Regions from separate parts of the Mus musculus genome. Here all the other regions are linked to region 3. Evidence: chromatin contacts called from public HiCAR-type, HiChIP or PLAC-seq and promoter capture Hi-C data. All regions are on one chromosome and are shown on one strand. Each heading gives the region's core, a stretch centred on a gene start, on an enhancer-like site or on the middle of the called end of the contact. The rest is flanking DNA. Distances are from core to core; before and after follow the strand shown. Region 1 holds the start of Rb1 (RB transcriptional corepressor 1). Region 2 holds the start of Nudt15 (nudix (nucleoside diphosphate linked moiety X)-type motif 15). Region 3 holds the start of Rubcnl (RUN and cysteine rich domain containing beclin 1 interacting protein like). Region 4 has its middle 6.6 kb from the start of Med4. Region 5 holds the start of Rcbtb2 (regulator of chromosome condensation (RCC1) and BTB (POZ) domain containing protein 2). Region 6 holds the start of Itm2b (integral membrane protein 2B).

Region 1 (2,700 bases), core at 89-2,588, 1.7 Mb after region 3:
CAAGGTGGCATCAATTGGCCAAGTGTCACATTCTCTGATAATTATGAGGCAGGACTGTATCATTTCTGTATATTATTTGATCAGGCTCCCACAGTCTATCTTTTATCTTCACCAAACCTAGACTGTATGTAGCCTGAGCTCTTGCCTAAATCTGGGACAAAGTGAACTCAAGTGCTATTTTAATTCCATTCATTCTCCGTGGCTGCATCAGGGCCTGGGGCTCTACCTCCTGACAAACATTTGGTCTCTAGAAGGCTTCTGAAGTTAGGCAAGTCTGAAAATTGAAGGAGGCCCATGTATCCTTCACTCATCTGACATCAAGGCAGAAAATAAGCCCAGGCTTGCAACCTACCCAATTAAGTTCTCGATTCCTCAGTCCTTGCTCAGCTGTTCCAAGATAGTTTACACCAGAACAACAACTGTATTTTATTCACAGCACTTCAATTAGTGAGTTGTATGAATAAGGACTGACAAAGGGAGAAAATTATGTTGACTGACAGGTAAAACGTAACTAGAAAAGCTACCATTGCTGAGCCAGCTTTTGGTGGCGGTAGGTAGTTCTAGTATAAAGTATGCTCTTTTCCGGTGTCTGTGCGTCGGCGACATGGTCAGACAAATATTACTTGGGTTCGAGTCCTCTGCCAGGGACCTGCTATGTGACGCGGGCAAATTGGCTCCCCGAACTCCCCACTTCCAACCCGCAAAAGTGGAATGCCGACCTTCCCAGTTTGACCGGCTGTCTCGGAGAAACCATTATGAAAGGAGGCCGGATCGTGCGCATGAACACGGCCAACTGGTTTTCTGCTTTCGTCTCAAACGCGTTTGTAAGCGATTTTTCAAAGTCGGGTCCGCCTGGCAAACTGGTTTTCAAAAGCTACTTTCCCGCTAAGATCTGTCCCGCTCGGACCGCGCCTCCTGTTTCCCCATCAAAAGACTATAGTCTGTGCGTGCATCGCCCATCTTCCCTTGTCTCCAGAAGGCCACCAATGGCCCCACCCTGGACCGCCCACCCGGGCCGAGCCCACCTCCCACTGGCCCGGCACGTTTGTTTTTGTTTTGCCGGCCGCGCGGGCCGGGCGAGGGGCGCGCCCTGTCCAGCGTTCTCCCAGAGGCCGCGGCTCCTCGCAGCGGGCCGGCCCCGCCTCGGCTGGCGCCGCCCACGGGGACGACGCGGGCGGAGACAGGCCCGGGCAGGCGCGGCTTCCCCGCGGCTTCCCGCCCGCGCCCTCGCCCTCGCCCTCGCCCTTGCCCGCCGCCGCCGCCACCGCCGCCCCGGTTCCCCACTGACGCCCGCGGCCCGCGAGCCTCGCGGACGTGACGCCGCGGGCGGAAGTGACGTTTTCCCGCGGTTGGCCCGGGCGCTCGGTTGCCGGGCGCGTCCGGTTTTCCTCGGGGGACGTTCCCATTATTTTTGTAACGGGAGTCGGGTGAGGACGGGGCGTGCCCGGCGTGCGCGCGCGCCCGCCCGCCTCCCCGCGCGCCTCCCTCGGCTGCTCGCGCCGGCCCGCGCTGCGCGTCATGCCGCCCAAAGCCCCGCGCAGAGCCGCGGCCGCCGAGCCCCCGCCACCGCCGCCGCCGCCGCCTCGGGAGGACGACCCCGCGCAGGACAGCGGCCCCGAAGAGCTGCCCCTGGCCAGGTGAGGAGCGCGGCCGCCGCGGGCCGGAGAGAAGGGAAGGGAAGGGAGCGGGGACGCCGGGTGCATCCCGGCGGGGACGCCGGGCGGGCGCATCTCGGCGGGGCCGGGCTGGCGGTAGGAGCGGCGCCCCGGGTCTCCGGGGTCCCCTTGGTCCCCCATCTCTGCGGGGGTGGCGGCGGCGCGCTGACACGGTCCCGGGCTCGCGGGCGACGGGGAGGGCATCCCGAAGGGGTCTGGGCTGCGGCTTGACAGGTGTCGGGCGGGTGGGGCTCCTGCTCCCGAGCGAAGTGACAGGTGCAGGCTCTACTCCAGCGACGCCCAGGCGCGGAGCCGGCGGGTCCCGGAGAGCCCCGGTCAGATGCAAAAACAATTGAAATAAATATTTAAAAAAAGAAAAAAAAAACTCGACCGGTGTTTGTTTTCTTTCTTCCTCCCTTTTTTCTCCGTGGAGATCCGAAGCACCCCCGGGGTGGGTTGACTTTCTCTTTTGCAGTCGTCCTGCGATGCAACAGTTGGGAGCCTTGCCCTCTCTGAGCTTGCGCTGCATCGGCAGCTTGGTCCTGGGAGAGGCCAAGAAAAGCCTTGTAGGCAAAGCGCAGGGTCGTGGGTGTCAATTGCTCACGGGGTCCTCAGCTCCCGGGCTTTGTGGGGGTTTCTTTAGAACAATGCTTTGAGGCCCGGGGGGATTTAAAGCCATCTGTGGAGACTGATGGAGCAGAACTCTTAGAAGAACTGGTATGTGGGCAAAAGTTTCAGGAGACATTTAAATGCAAGGGCTTGGAAGTTTCTAAACTTTGTTCCCCTTTTTTTTCAGGGTAGAACTCTTCTTGCGTGCTGATTGGCCCGCAGCATGCTTCATTATTTCTTGCCTTTTGCCTTTGAGCATTCACGGATTCTGGTGCCTCCCCCTCCCTTTTTTCTTTTTTGGTCTTGTGTTTGGTACTGTGTTCTCTCAAAGAACTTTTCTCTCCATTTATTAAGTGGAATCTAAACTTAAGTTCATGTGGATCCAATAAGAACAACAGAGAGATATTTATTGTATTTCAACATTTTTTTTCTTGAC
Region 2 (2,700 bases), core at 59-2,558, 1.5 Mb after region 3:
TTCAGCTTACACTTCCAAATTGCTGTTCATCACTACAGGAAGTCAGGACAGGAACTCAAGCAGGTCAGGAAGCAGGAGCTGATGCAGAGGCCATGGAGGGATCTTTCTTACTGGCTTGCTCAAGTTGCTTTCTTATAGAACCCAAGACTACCAGCCCAGAGATGACACCACCCATGGTGGGCCCTCATGCCTTGATCACCAACTGAGAAAATGCCCCACAGCTGGATCTCATGGAGTCACTTCCCCAACTGAAGCTCCTTTCTCTGTGATAACTCCAGCCTGTGTCAAGTTGACACCCAAAACCAGCCAGTACAGATGGCATCTCAATTCCTCAATGGAGATAGTCAACACTTTTAAAAATAGTTATTATTTTTGTTTCTCGTTTTAAACTGTCTATTCATTTGCACATTCGTTGATTGGCAAAACTTAGGACTTTGCTAAGCATACCTAATGGATACTGAAACTTTCTAATGGATTACTATGGTAGTTTAAATATGCTTGGCCCAGGGAGGTGTGTCCTTGTTGGAGTGGTTGTGGCCTTTTTGGAGGAAGTGTGTCGCTGTGGGAGATGGGCTTTGAGATACTTCTCCCAGTTGCTGTTTGAATCTTTTCCTGTTTGAATTTAGAACAAGATATACAACTCTTACCTCCTCCAGTGCCACGACTGCCTGGATGCTGCCATGCTTCCTGCATTGATTATAATGGACTGAACCTCTGGACCTACAAGCAAGCACCAATTAAATGTTGTCCTTTATAAGAGTTGCCTTGGTCATAATGTCTCTTCACAGCAACGGAAACCCTCACTAAGACAATTACTTAGGATACAAATTAAGTATACACTCAGATATATGTGTGGAAATATAAAAACTAACATTTCAAAGAGTTAAAGCTGTCTCTGGAAGCAGGGCTAAAAGGGATAGTGTCTGTCCTTGGGCAGTTTTGTACTATTGGGTTTCTAAAATTATGCACACATTAGTAGAAATAAAGTAATACTTTTAAAGTAAACCCACCCGTCCAAAGATTTAAGATGTCAATCTTGTTACAGCTGATTTCCCCAAGTTTTTCTTTTCATATTTCAGTTTTAGTTGATGTATATTTTTATCTACTATAATTTGTTTTTCTCTAAAATATGAATTTATCCTAAAGAAACTTAATTAGTCTCATTTACTTCCCCAAATCATCTTTCAGTACTCTTATGTTAGTTATTTATATGGTTGTTTCTGCATGATCTATGCACCAGGCGACAGGTGATTCGTGAGACACAACACTCAGCGAGCAATCAGCGAGGCTCCTGCCGGTTCCCGTACAGCTTCAACGTCACTTCCGGGGTCAGCCAAATGCTATGGCCGCTAACGCAGAGCCGAGGCGGCGGCCAGGAGTTGGGGTCGGCGTGGTGGTGCTGAGCTGCGAGCATCCTCGCTGCGTCCTTCTGGGGAAAAGGAAAGGATCGTTTGGAGCCGGCAGTTTCCAGCTTCCTGGGGGCCATTTGGAATTCGGGTGAGCAGGACGACCTCCGGGAAGCGGAAGCTTCGGGAATATCACTAGTCCGCACGCCATTCTCGGTCCGTGTGACGCGCTTCAGTGCGCAGTTGAGTTCCGCGAGCTCTCTACGGCCCCGGTGTCCTCCGGGATCCAGCCAGGAGGGGGTGCTGTGCCAGTACCCGGGCCCCGTTAGTCCTCGCTCTGCCCTCTCCTGGCTGCAAGTGGAAGTCGTTTGTATTTCTTAGTGTTTACAGAGAAAGTGGATGTTAACTGGGACTTTTCCTTTTGCCCCATGAGATTTAAATATATCAGAGTTTTGTGAGGCTGGCCCCGCCGCTTCTGCGATGTGGATGTGTCAGTCCCACAAAGGGGGAAGGGTAGCTAAGTCAGTTTCTGTGCAATCGTGAAGAAACCCTGGCTCTGCTCAAAAATGTGTTCTAATCCGAGAGTGTGCCTTAAAATACAATAAAAGTATCTAAGACATCCAGATTCGGTGTGATTTCCTTTAGTCTTGTATAGTAATATAAAATAATGTAGTGTTATAAAACACTTGGAAGGTAAAGCTTCAAGCCTTCCTACGCCTTATCTAACAAGCACCATACTTGATTCTGTAGACAATTTCAAAGGAAATCTGAGACTTCCTATTATGTAATTATCTGGGTCACTATTATCTAATAGGCTTATTTAGTTATAAGAGACCGAGATCTGCCTGCCTCAGTTTTCTGAGTGTTGGGATTATGGCGTGATGGATTCACTGGATGGAGGAGCCTCTCACTGGCTCTCCATGACAGGGAAACATTACCAGGCTGACAACTTCCTTCCTCTTGATGGTAACCTGTACTTTCCTATGTGGCCTGGAAGTACAAGTGTTGCATGCCCCTTAATGCTAATCATCTCTTTCTCTGTTGCCTAATTGCCTCAATTTTTAGGCTTAAACTGGAATTTTGAAGCATAAGGAAGGCATTTAATGCACTTTCAAAACACAACCCGAAAGGAACATTAATTAATGTTTCTTTTTTTCCTGGGTACAGTTGACTCAGAAGCCTGGGTTTTGTTGTTGTTGGGTTGTTTTTTATTGTTGTTTGTTTGTTTGGTTGGTTGGTTTTGTTTTGGGTTTTGGGGAGTGGTTTTTGTTGGGTTTTGTTTTTGTTTTTAGAAATAGGGTTTCTCTGTACAGTCTTGGATGTCCTGGAATTCCCTCTGTAGACCAATCTGGCC
Region 3 (2,750 bases), core at 217-2,716:
GACGTGCTTTGACCCTTGCCACACGGAATTATGAAAAGACCAAGCTTGCATGGAGCATCTGCTGGCCACTGCAGACAGGAGCTGTGGCCACAGTGCTGGTCACTTTCTTGTAAAGGCCACACGTAAGGCTTTCCCAGGATACCTCTGTCCCTTCAGTTCATTAATCTTTCTAACTCTCAGGGGAACGGAACCTGTGTTCTCCCCTCTCACCAAGGGAACTGGGGTCATGGAGGTGCCTTGACGACTATTTGGACTTGGGACTTGTCTAAGAAATCCCAAGTTTACTAACTGGGCCCCAAACCTTTGCTCTCTCGAACCACAACTTCAACTGAAGATCTAGCACTTGGCAGTGTAACTTGCCATAGGGGCACCTCCAGAATACATGGGGAGGTATATTGTTTTGTTTGCTTGGTTTTGGTTTGTTTGATTTTGTTTTCTGAGCCTTCGTTCTCATTTAGAGTAATATCCCTTTTCAAGCATTCTCTCTTCCACGGGCAAATCCCTCACCGGGTCAGGGAATTGCTTCAATTCCAGGTCAGCAGGTAGACGGACTTCAGGTGGAGTGTGCTTGCTTACATTGGCGAAACGTTTTTCAGCTACCTTGACAAGTCCAGGGCAGTTGGATATGAGGATGGGGTTCTCAAGGTTCATGCCTTTGAGGAACTGAGAAGAGCCAGGGGACCGCCTGGGTTCGTCTCTGTCCTGCCGCAATGAGGATGCCTGGCTACCTCTCCTGGCCCTTGTTTTGTAAAGTCACACCGCAAAAGTCCTCTTCTCTCCAGAGACAACTTCCCACAGCTCCCAAGCAACCATGACACTGTCCTGAGCGCCTCCAGGAACATGGGTCACCCTAAGTCATCTCTCCCTAGCCCAGGGCTTCTCATCTGCACTGTGCCTTGCTTCCTGCAGGCAGGCCAGTAGGGCTCGCCAGCGCTGCTTCAGGACACCTTCAGGGGTCACTGCCTTGAGGACAGGCAGCTAGGACAGGGATGCAGCCAGGACGCTGCGGGGACGCCAGTTATCTTTGCTTCCCTCCGCCCGCGACACTCGTGATCTGAAAAGCTCGGGGAAAGCGAAGCCTGAGACTGCGAGAACGCGGAGACACGGGGACGCGCTCCCGAGTGGGCGCCTTTAGACCCACGCCTCACGGACACACTCTGCCCTCGGACGCCACCGACCCGCCAACCCTGGGTGTAATAAACACGAAAAACAAACTTGGCACAAATGAGCTCCCCGCCCCCAACTCCCAAGCTGCGGCTCCCCCCACCTCCCAACTCGGATGTGTAGGAGCTCAAGTCAGAGAACCTCGCGGGGACCGCGACTTACCTACGCCTCCTGGCCGTTTTATCCACCAAATAGCCACCTTGCCCCGTGGCAGCGACAGGTTCGGATCACCTCCTCCGTGTGCCAACAGCTCCGAGGTTCTGATGGTGCAGAGAGAAGCTGCCAACGAATACAGAAAGTTTTCACCAATAGAAACCGAAGTTCTCTCGACTTCGAACGTGCAACTGCCCTCAGCTCCTCTAGGTGGCGCACGGTGCTCTTTGGGGAAAGAACTGGGACTCTTAATCCTGCACACAGCTCCAGCATCCCAAGTCATCTCTGCTAAAATTGGGAAATGGATCCCTGCTTCGCCTACAGGGCTCCGTTCTCAAAACCTACTTCCATCGCTTTTGACGGTCCCTTGGTTTTGTTCATTGACTTGTCCAGGTCGTGGAGCAAATACAATGATATTTTGGATTATTTGTTTAACATCTCTGAAACACCTTCAGTCCCTGGGGCATCCTAGTTTGGATGGTTTAAACTTAACTAGTTGTTGCCTCTTCGGAGTAAGTTAGAAAACAATAAGACAAAGTCAGCTGAATACTAGCTGTCCATCATTGTCTTCCCCTTCCCGTGTGGCCGGTTTACTTGGGGGTTACACTGGGTTAGACCTGGAAAGATCCTGAGTTATCTGACCACCCTCTGGGAAAACCTGACATTAAAAGGTCAGAAAGAGGAGCTGGTGTGGAAGCAGAAGGATTGAAACTTTGATGCCAACAAAAGCTACATGGCAAGACTATTTCAAGACAAGTTAATAGACAAACAGTGCAAGTTAGTGCTAATGCTGTTGCTCGGCTGCTGAGCTTGCTTCCTTTTCTGTTTAAGTATCCTTGAAGCCACCCCTGATGGAAACAAATCATCTGTTTCAAAGCTAAGGGATATGTGGCTTACAGTGTTGTATAACTCATCTGAGGTCCCATAGCTAGATAGCACAGTCAGACTTGTTAAGGTAGGTGTATCTGGCAGGAGATCTTATATCCAATTTCTTTCTTTTTTTTTAAGATTTATTTATTTATTATATATAAGTACACTGTAGCTATCCTCAGATACTCCATAAGAGGGTGTCAGATCTCATTACGGATGGTTGTGAGCCACCATGTGGTTGTTGGGATTTGAACTCAGGACCTTCTCGACAGCCCTTATATCCAATTTCTATGAAGCATCAAATAAGCCGACAAATTATGAAAAGGGGACTATGTGAGAAACTTGATTCAGGAATATCTAAAAGGAGAGAAATCAGAGCACAGGACATGGAGAAAGAATCTTACAGTGAATGTCATGCTGAGCACATTAAAGTTTGAATCTGGGGCCTGGAGAGATGGCTCATCAGTTAAAAGCACTGACTGCTCTTTCAGAGGTCCTGAGTTCGAATCCCACAACCACATGGTGGCTCACAGCCATCTGTAATGAGATCTGATGTCCTCTTC
Region 4 (2,949 bases), core at 250-2,749, 1.5 Mb after region 3:
GAGCACTCCACCATCATCCTTTCTTGTTTGTCTTTAAGAAAACATCTTACTGTACAGCCTCGCTGTCCTGGTACTCACCACTGTGTAAATCCAGCTGGCACCAGGCCTGTGGCAAATCTCTAACTTCAAATGTGGGAGTCATCAACTTCTTCATTTAAATGTGTAGCAAAAAGAGCCTTGCCAGATGTGGCTCCTACGTCTTGGCCTTCCCACCTTCAAGGGTATCGCATTTCTGTTTATTATGGCAATCCAGCCTAAGGTATTCTCTGATGGTAGCACAGAGTGATTGGAGATGGTCTCTACTGGCTCAGTGTCTTCAAGAACCTTCTGAATTTAAGGACCCATGGTAGAGACTAATTGCTCTTAGCAGCCATCAGTCAACAAATTAATGTTGCTAAAGTACAGTCAATTACCTAGTACAAATGTAGTTCACTGCCATCTGAATTGCCTTGGCCAAATTCTAACTCATGGCTTTCAACAGAATAATTATTTTTGCTCTTTTCTTCCTAATGTTAAGACACAGAAGGATGACGGAAAAGAGGGAAAAAGAAAAAGAAAAGAATGGGGGAAGAAGGAAGAGGAAAAGAAGGAGGAAGCAAGCGAGGGAGGACAGAAGAGGGAGTTAAAATGGGAATGGAGAGGAAACAAAGATTTAAAGAGAAAGAAAGAAGAACAATTATCCCAGCATGGCTAACTCGGACTTGCGAGGCTGAGTCGGAAGGCTGGAAATTTAAGACCTAACGAAACTCTATATTCTGAGACATATCTATAGCAAGTTCATGCCTGCCTGGGAGATCTAATGAGACCCTCAAGAAAAGAGGCTGTGGAGCTAGGGCAGCAGTACAGAGGTGGTGTGCTTGCCTACTACATGGGAGACTCTGGGTCTAACCCTCAGCACCACAAAAAGAAATTACACAGAACTTGTTTTCCACAGACTAAGATGTTTAAATTGGTCTTCCGATATGCTGCCCCGGCCCTTTAACCTTTGAACAGTTTGTCCTACACCTAAGGACATGCTTAGCATTTTTTGTCATCACGAGACTCATCTCGAATCTTCTGTGAAGGTCAGTTTTACATTCATTTCAACCTTTGTTTTCTTCCCGATCAAAATATTTGCTTTGGCTGTGCTATGTGTGAGAGTTCCCAGAAACGTTTCCTTCAGCTGTTGGTAAGTTCGTGAGCATCCTGTCTTTCACTCTGGGAAGACAATTCAGAAAAGATTGGCTGTAATCTCTTTGTTTTCCGTTTCCTTGCATTTCAAACCAGTTTGCTTTTGCCCGTGAGCCCTCACGTGGTAAGACAGATGCTTGATAAATGCATAGTAATTTGATTTAATTCCTGAAGCATTTGATGAGCTTAAACAATATAGTTATATTGGCACAGTTTGCCTCGAATTTCCTTAACCTTGGGTCTGAATGTTTATCACAATCCAGAAAGAACTATATGGCCCTGTGCACAAATGAGTCACTGTACTCTACCCACAAAGGCTTGGAGATAAACATAGCTTAGTGCCAGCAAGTGCAGAACTGTATCCACCCCGAGACCCCCACATTGCCGTCCATTGTGTCTTCCCGAAAAATGCATTGTGATTTCCAAATTTCCATTAACTGTCAGATGCACCCAAAGGTGCACTCTCTGCCCAGATTTGTATCATTAAAGGCACAAAGGTGAATTTACTGCTAAATGTTTGAGTAAAAGCAACGAGGTTAAAGGAGGCCTCTTGGTCCTTGTTTCTGTGGAACAGTGGGCTCTTTGTCCTTTCAGAGCCTCTGGGGCTTGGCCCCCGGCCTCTTCTTGGATAACATGTTGCTCTTCGTCTTGCTGGACAGCTGCCAGGTCTAGTTCTCACCCCCCCCCTCCCCCAATAAGTTATTCCCTTTGGGCAGTCCCAATGCAGACATGCATACAGTGACTCCCTGTCCTCAGAAGTCAGGCTTCCAGAACATTCCCTGCCCATTTTGTGAATCTAATACCTGATATAAAATTTCTAATTACAGGCACTCAATTCTCTCTCCTAGGAGATCTGAAGCTTCAAAGGCTGCTGGTTGCCAGACCTTTTCTTCTCCCTGGAAAGCCCTTGCCAAATGGCCACATTTCACTCTGTCTGATCCAGGCTTTTTATCTGTTCTCAAGCAGACAAGGGCAAAACGCTTCATCTGCCGGCTGCTCAGGCAATCCACTTCCAGGATCTGCGTGTGCACACTCCCGACATACCAGTGTGTTGTGCAAATCACTGCAGAGCTATTTCTCAGGCTCCGGCCAAACCACTGAGATGCTTCTCAAACAAACAAACAAAAAAAAAAACAAACAAAAAATCCTTACAATTTCAAAGAGCGTTGGCACAAGTGAATTCTAGAAGTGTCAGCGGCTTTTCCCTATGGATGTATATCGAACTCACAGAGCAGTGGATGCAAGGTTCAAGATGAAAAGGGATGAAGTTAGGAGGTGCAAATATCGTTTCACAAGAGAGAATTCTGACACATGCATATTTAAATGTTTGCAAAAAAAAAAAAAAAAAAAAGCTTTTTGGCTTAGGTTGTTCTAGGGTGCTGATCAGAAACTTTAGATTCTCAGAAAAAGTGAAGAGTCTATCCAGGCTCTATCACCAAGGACTACGAAATGGCCAAAGTCCAAAGAGTCTAAAACTCTGACCTATCCTGCCTATTTTGGGTGATAATGGATATGTTTGGGTTCCTGTATGGCAGGTCCTGCCAGGAGCCTGAGTAGGTTCAAGGTGGCCCCAAGAAATGCAAGGCAAGAAAGGCAGCCATCAGAGCTGTCTCGGCCTGAATCATCAGGAGAAAGGGTCAAAGGCAAAGGTAGAGAGAAGGGTCCTGGGAAATCTCCTGGGCGGGGCGAACAAACCACTCTGGAGCCTCTGTTGATAGATGTTAGGCTGGATAATTTCCTGCTCTGCATTTCTCTTTGGAAACTGTAAACAGTGGTATG
Region 5 (2,991 bases), core at 32-2,531, 1.9 Mb after region 3:
CAACTCAGGCGGAAGTTCCATCGCCGCCAAGAAGGGGCATCGGGAAAAGTTTTTCACCTCTAAACTCCTCCACTTCCGGCCTCAGCAACGCCCAAAGGACTGAAAACCCTTAGGACAGCCAGGCCTTCCCAGCCATCCCTCCACTTCGGGGACCAAAGGCCTAAAGCGTGTGCCGCCATGGGGTCGGCGAGGCGGCTGCGGGCGGGAAAGAGCGGAAAGTCCTGGAAACGTCACCGCTAGCTCGCGCCGCGTGCACGGGAGGGTTGGAGACACCAGGGGCAGGGGTTCCCCCAACTGGAAGCGGGAACCCCACAGCCGTGGCCTCGGGGCGACGCACAAAACGGACCCCGGGCTGGGCCTGCGCGCATGCGCACCGCTACGCGGTCCCAGGGCCCGGGAAGGGACGTGAACCCAGAGCTACCCCAGCGACCTGGTCCACGGGCTCGCGCGTGCGCGCCGGGCCCCGGCCCGGGTGGGTTGGCGCTGCGCCCTGCCCCCGCAGCGGCTGCGCACCGGGCCGGGCGCAGGGTGAGGCCTCCGCCTGGCCTTCGCCCCCGGGACTCGCCCGCCCACCCGCGCCTGCCGCCCACACGCAGGCTTACCTCCGCGCCGCGCGTCCTTTCCGCTCCCCGGCAGCGGGGACTGCTCGCCCGGGGCCAAGAACAGCAGACACTTGGCGCCTCCCCCTGAAGCGGCCCGGCCTGGCGGGCTGAGCTCGAGTTCAGCCGTGCGGGGAGGAGGGGGCCGCGGGAGCGAGAAGAGAAACCAGAGGAGGAGGAGAGAGTTCAAGGGAGCGAGGGAAGGGGAAGGGGACAAAGAGAAGGGAGGGGGCTGCGCGCTGCGCCCCGCCTCCCTCCTCGGCCGGGATCGGCGACCCTGGCCTCTCTGGGGACCCTGTGCTGGACCCCGCTTTCTAGCTTAGTGCCCCGATTTCGGGGAAGCTGTGTCTCTCTGGTTTTAGGTCTTACATTCAAAGGCGCTGGTTTTCCTGCTTGCTGCGAAATAAGAGGCTAATTGCATTCTGTGCGCGCTAGTCCAGTCTTAGCAACTCCATCCAGGAGGCCCACCTCATTGTCTCTTGTTTGAGGGCCCAGAGAGCTGTCCGACTTTAAAATGAAGGAAATCCTGTCACCTGGGACGATCTGGAATGAACCTGGAGGATGTTAAGCAAAGTAGACATACAGCACAAATACTTACGGATCTCATTAAGGAGCACTGAAAAAGTCAAGTCGCACCAACAGAAAGTAGAGAGGTGGTTACTGGGACTAGGGAGAAGGGAGCCTGTGGGGCTAGTGATCAAATTTCAGTTAGGAGGAGCAAGCTCAGAAAGAAGGCTGCTATGCTACATAGTGGCTACAGTTATGAGCAGTGTGCACTAGAAAGTCCTAAGAGAAGAGATAATGTTATGGCTTTGAAACAGGGGCTCTGTATTAGCCCAAGTTAGCCTCAAACATCGTAGCCTCCATCCCTCCTCCTCTTGCTTGATCTTTGCCCTCACATTATATACATACATTAAAACATTGTGCTATATATAATAAATATATACACATATATATGTATGTGTTTATATATATATATATATACACACACATCAGTTTAGGGGAAGACAATGGAGATTTGGGTAATTTGCCTTGGGCCATATGATTAGAGATGACTCAAATCCATCTCTTCATTCCACAGGGCTTCTTTTACCTCTTGACCATGTGGTTTCTTTCCAAATGACTTTAAAAAGTGGGTCAGATAATGAAGGCCTTAGCAGTGTAACTGCAAGCTGGGTCACAGGATCCACAAAGGGCTTTTTGGAAGAGGCGGGCTTGATCCCCTCTTTGTCTTGAGCAAGTTCACGGTTCCTGAGGCTGAAAGTTCAGCTTAGGCTAAACAACAGTCTGTGAACTTATTATAACAATGGGCTGGGCTTAAAGAGAAAAGAAAATGAAGTTAGGACTAGATGTGGAAGGCCAGAAAAAAGTGTGAGGTTGGTGTGTCACGTAATAATTTATGGGCCCAAAATCTTTGCCTTTAAAATAGAGCATTTTACTGTTTAATATCTCACAAAGCATGTTGATAAAACCTGACAAAGATGACATATTGTTTTAATCCTAAATAAAATGTCATCAAATAGGATCCAACAACAAATACCATGATCAATGCAGGGATTGTTTCAGTGGTATAAATATGTTACAATGTAAGAAAGTTAGTCTTATAAGTAAGTCAAAGAAGTAGGCATGTTTTGGTTAGCCATTTAAAGTGATAGAGAATTCAACAGTCCTTTTGTTCAAAGTAAGTGGCTATATTCACTCAATAATAAACCTCTTAAGAGTATATCTAAGCCCGGGGTGGTGGCACACGCACGCCTTTAATCTCAGCACTCGGGAGGCAGAGGCAGGTGGATTTCTGAGTTCGAGGCCAGCCTGGTCTACAAAGTGAGCTCCAGGACAGCCAGGGCTACACAGAGAAACCCTGTCTCAAAAATCCAAAACGAAGAAACAAACAAAACGAACAAACAAGAGTATATCTAAGAAGTACAGGGATACAGTTGCTGCATCCCCATGGTACCCTGGATGGCATATGATGACGATGGACCAAGAGACCTGAAATTGAAGCAGTTGCTTTAGGTGACGCAATTATACACACAAAAAGTATTTTGAGACCAAATGGCTAAAACTGACATTGAACTCTTCGTACCAACCAATCCCTCAGATACGGTTGTAGGCATGCACCATCATAGATAACCCCGTTTCATTTTTTGATGAGTTCAATTCAGAGGCGTTTATGGATGTCTGTCCTAGAAGGCAGAGTTGTCACGGAGCTAGGGTAGCATACTGTCTGCTCATAGGGTACCTGTCTAGTGATAGGCTTGGGGAGTGACCCTTTTCACTGCTCTATGTAAAGCTGGAGGAAAGAGAAAACATTTGAACCCCTCCCCCAAAAGGGCAGGCGACGCTTTAGTTTCTTCAGCTCTTTCTTCCTTGTGCCTGAAACAGCAGGGTT
Region 6 (2,700 bases), core at 120-2,619, 1.6 Mb after region 3:
TACTTTTTTTTTCTCTATTTATAAAACCATCCACCCCCTCACCTTCTCTTTCATGAAACGGAGTCCTACTCAGTCCCAGAGGCAAAAATAGAAATATGGGAATGGAGAGACGGCTCGGCAGTTAAAAGCATTTGTTGCTCTTCCAGAAGACCCAAGGCTTGGTTCCCAGCAACCGCATGGCGGTTCTCAACCATTTGTAACCCCAGTTCCACGGGACTTGACTCATTTTTCTGACTTCCTTAGGCACAGGTACATGTAGGCAAAAAAAAAAAAAAAAAAAAAAAAAAAAAATCATAGGCATAAAAATTAAATATTTAAAAATAAAAAGAAATAAAGATAATTCCCTCCTTGAATAGAGCCAGGGGCTCAAGAACTCTGGTCTCAACTGCTGTCTTCAAGGTTGGCCTAGGCCAGAGCTCACACAGCAGAATCCTTCTGGCCAACAGACACTCCTGTAGGTGGACAAGGAGAGGATATGGAGAAGGCTACAGGATCAGTCATTTGACCAAAGGACCATCTGGAGACATGGCTGTAAACCCAGTGTGTGGGCCAATGTCTTCTGTCAACCAGAAGCAAAAACCTCTTCAAAAAAGGAGAATTTTTTATTTTGAAGAAAAATAAGAACTTGTCCTAAGTACGTTGTCACAAATCACAGATTGGCCTAAGGCAAATATGGTTTTTTGTTTTGTTTTGTTTTGGCTTGCTTATACAAATGAGCTCGGTTGGTACATTTTGTTTTACCAGTTTAGAATTTTAGGAATACAAATGGATGAAGAGGGTTCCTGGTCATTGGCTTGAGATTAGGCTGGGCAGGAACTGACCTCTGAGGGAGGAAGAAAAGACCAGCTTAGTCAACCAGGCAACACCTTAGGGTGAGGTCTGTGGGAGATAAGTCAGATCACCAGGACACTAGGACACAGTGCTTCAAATATTCCTATGCTCTACTAAGTCGCTTACTAATAAATGATTAAACGGAGCTTTTGGGTTTGTTTGTTTGTTTTTCTCACACAAAAATTCCATGGCCTTTGGGCTCACAATCAAAGAGAATTTGGTGCTACCAGAAGTTAACTTATCCTACGTAGCCAACCGACAGAGTTCACCCCATTTTCTTATCAACTTGCAACACTGGGCCCCTGAGGAGAACTAGTTGGAAGCAAATTCAGAACCGGAAAATCCAGGCAGCCCAGAGGGGCAACAAGTCCTAGCTCAACCAGGCGCGCCCTCCACAAAGCCTGGCCAGATTCCCGCTGAGTCCTGGGTGGGGGTGGGGGGAACCAGGGAGGGTCTGGCGTGAAGCCAGGCCCCGCCCCGCTCAAGGCCCCGCCCCTCCGGGCCCCCGCCCTGCGCCCGCGCCCCAGCTGCGAGGCCGGAAACCGCGCTGCACTGAGCCGCTGCTGCTGTCGCGCAGTCCGCTCCTCCGCTGCAGAGTCGTGCCCTGAGCTCGGCCGACAAGGCTGCCTTCGCAGCCGGGATCCTGCCAGCCGCGACCCCAGCCTTCGCCGTCGCCGCCTAGGGCGCCCCAGGCCGCACCATGGTGAAGGTGACGTTCAACTCGGCGCTGGCCCAGAAGGAGGCCAAGAAGGACGAGCCCAAGAGCAGCGAGGAGGCGCTCATCGTCCCTCCGGATGCCGTGGCGGTGGATTGCAAGGTCCTGGCTGGGGTCGCGGGCGGGGTCCCGGCGGCGGGGACGGTTTCCCGGACGGTCCTCCGCTCCCGGGTACCGTGGTGTGTGTGTGTGCAGCGAGCGGGGCGGGGTCCTGGCCCTGGCGACCCCCGAGGGGACAGTTGCACAGGTGTACGAGGTCCCGCGGCTTTGCACTTGGCTTGGTAGCCCGGGAACCTGCAGCGACAGGCACCGCCACCACCGAGTTTGGCACTTTTTTTCCAGTATAAATACTGTGCCTAAAATGGCTGACATCATAACAAGCCTAAACCTCTGTTGTTTCCTACTTTCGTTTCTAGGCTGAACAGCACTTGGACTAAGTCCAGCAACTGTAAGCATCTTCATTTTTTAAAAGCCCTTTTCTTTTACAAACTCCCTTGCCTACAAATGGCCTTCGGTGTTGGCAGGTGAACACCTTGGGGTCTGGAGAGAGAAGACAACAGTATACTGGGAGTAGTTTCTGGCTGGTGATTTTATTATTGTAACAAATATTCCAGGTGAAAGTAATTGCTATTGTGGCTGTTCCCATGTAACCCAACAGTTGACTTTTATCAGCCTCTTTGTGGGTACTTCTGAATAAGTGAAACTGGAACCAAAACATAGGAATTTGCTCCCATCCCTACAAAATAGGTAACCTTTGTGTTACCACATCCCCGGTTAGCACTGAGTGATGCTGTCACTGGATTCAATTTTTAAAAGTGATGTACAGTAATATTCTTTTAAATATAAATATAATTTTTGCCTAAGTTTTCTTTTTGCCTTTTTAGGGCTTCTGACATTTGATACCTATGAATACTAACAGCGGGTGCTGCTTCGTTTTTCACTAACACTTTTTAATACCTATTGTCACTTGGGTAATTTTAGTTTTGACTTAAAATCAGTCGTTTGTGTCCATGGTACAAGTAGTAAGGAGAGTTTTTGTTTTTGTTTGTTTGTTTTTTAATGATCTAATGAAAATTACTGTAAAGAAACAGGCCACTAATACCCTATAAAATTTTTGGATATATAATAGCAGTCTGGGCTGTTTGGACATGTTT

What was found. Promoter capture Hi-C pulls out the DNA fragments that hold promoters and counts their contacts. HiCAR-type assays count read pairs that join an accessible place to other places. HiChIP or PLAC-seq counts read pairs in DNA pulled down with a chosen protein or histone mark.
Region 1: a contact with region 3 is called in a promoter capture Hi-C map of liver, with 2.8 times the contacts expected there. The contact joins the promoter of Rb1 here to the promoter of Rubcnl in region 3. A contact is called at or near these places in 5 of 39 promoter capture datasets (the C10 cell line, cranial neural crest, hippocampal neurons and 2 more), 1 of 484 Hi-C or Micro-C datasets (B cells) and 1 of 115 datasets of contacts at active chromatin or transcription factors (large pre-B cells).
Region 2: a contact with region 3 is called in a promoter capture Hi-C map of embryonic stem cells, with 6 times the contacts expected there. The contact joins the promoter of Nudt15 here to the promoter of Rubcnl in region 3. A contact is called at or near these places in 7 of 39 promoter capture datasets (the 3T3-L1 cell line, the C10 cell line, embryonic stem cells and 4 more) and 3 of 115 datasets of contacts at active chromatin or transcription factors (embryonic forebrain, large pre-B cells and microglia).
Region 4: a contact with region 3 is called in a HiCAR-type map of astrocytes, with 4 times the contacts expected there. The contact joins the enhancer-like site here to the promoter of Rubcnl in region 3. A contact is called at or near these places in 5 of 39 promoter capture datasets (the C10 cell line, embryonic stem cells, hippocampal neurons and 2 more), 1 of 484 Hi-C or Micro-C datasets (B cells), 3 of 115 datasets of contacts at active chromatin or transcription factors (astrocytes, embryonic forebrain and large pre-B cells) and 1 of 9 other capture datasets (liver).
Region 5: a contact with region 3 is called in a promoter capture Hi-C map of pre-B cells, with 3 times the contacts expected there. The contact joins the promoter of Rcbtb2 here to the promoter of Rubcnl in region 3. A contact is called at or near these places in 1 of 39 promoter capture datasets (pre-B cells) and 1 of 115 datasets of contacts at active chromatin or transcription factors (large pre-B cells).
Region 6: an H3K27ac HiChIP or PLAC-seq map of microglia shows a contact between it and region 3, with 4 times the contacts expected there. The contact joins the promoter of Itm2b here to the promoter of Rubcnl in region 3. A contact is called at or near these places in 3 of 39 promoter capture datasets (cranial neural crest, embryonic stem cells and hippocampal neurons) and 3 of 115 datasets of contacts at active chromatin or transcription factors (acute myeloid leukemia, astrocytes and microglia).

What each region holds. Positions count from the first base shown.
Region 1 is chr14:73,324,460-73,327,159 of GRCm38.p6, reverse strand. It overlaps Rb1 (RB transcriptional corepressor 1), which reads left to right and starts at 1,338. Exons shown (of 27, transcript NM_009029.3): 1 at 1,338-1,637. The coding sequence starts at 1,519.
Region 2 is chr14:73,523,857-73,526,556 of GRCm38.p6, reverse strand. Nudt15 (nudix (nucleoside diphosphate linked moiety X)-type motif 15) reads left to right here and starts at 1,308. Exons shown (of 3, transcript NM_001360484.1): 1 at 1,308-1,497. The coding sequence starts at 1,343. It overlaps Gm41209 (a long non-coding RNA gene), which reads right to left and starts at 1,255. Exons shown (of 3, transcript XR_874819.2): 1 at 1,011-1,255; 2 at 648-720.
Region 3 is chr14:75,014,743-75,017,492 of GRCm38.p6, reverse strand. It overlaps Rubcnl (RUN and cysteine rich domain containing beclin 1 interacting protein like), which reads right to left and starts at 1,466. Exons shown (of 14, transcript NM_198642.2): 1 at 1,327-1,466.
Region 4 is chr14:73,501,946-73,504,894 of GRCm38.p6, reverse strand. No RefSeq gene overlaps it. Among named protein-coding and RNA genes, the nearest start is that of Med4, 6.6 kb to the left of the region's middle. Within about 2 kb of position 1,499, at least 78 of the 459 cell types and tissues checked have an H3K27ac peak or open chromatin away from gene starts, as enhancers often do. A contact at or near this core is called in astrocytes and embryonic forebrain, where this site is marked.
Region 5 is chr14:73,140,800-73,143,790 of GRCm38.p6, reverse strand. It overlaps Rcbtb2 (regulator of chromosome condensation (RCC1) and BTB (POZ) domain containing protein 2), which reads right to left and starts at 1,281. Exons shown (of 15, transcript NM_001170694.1): 1 at 1,198-1,281.
Region 6 is chr14:73,383,958-73,386,657 of GRCm38.p6, reverse strand. Itm2b (integral membrane protein 2B) reads left to right here and starts at 1,369. Exons shown (of 6, transcript NM_008410.3): 1 at 1,369-1,648. The coding sequence starts at 1,532.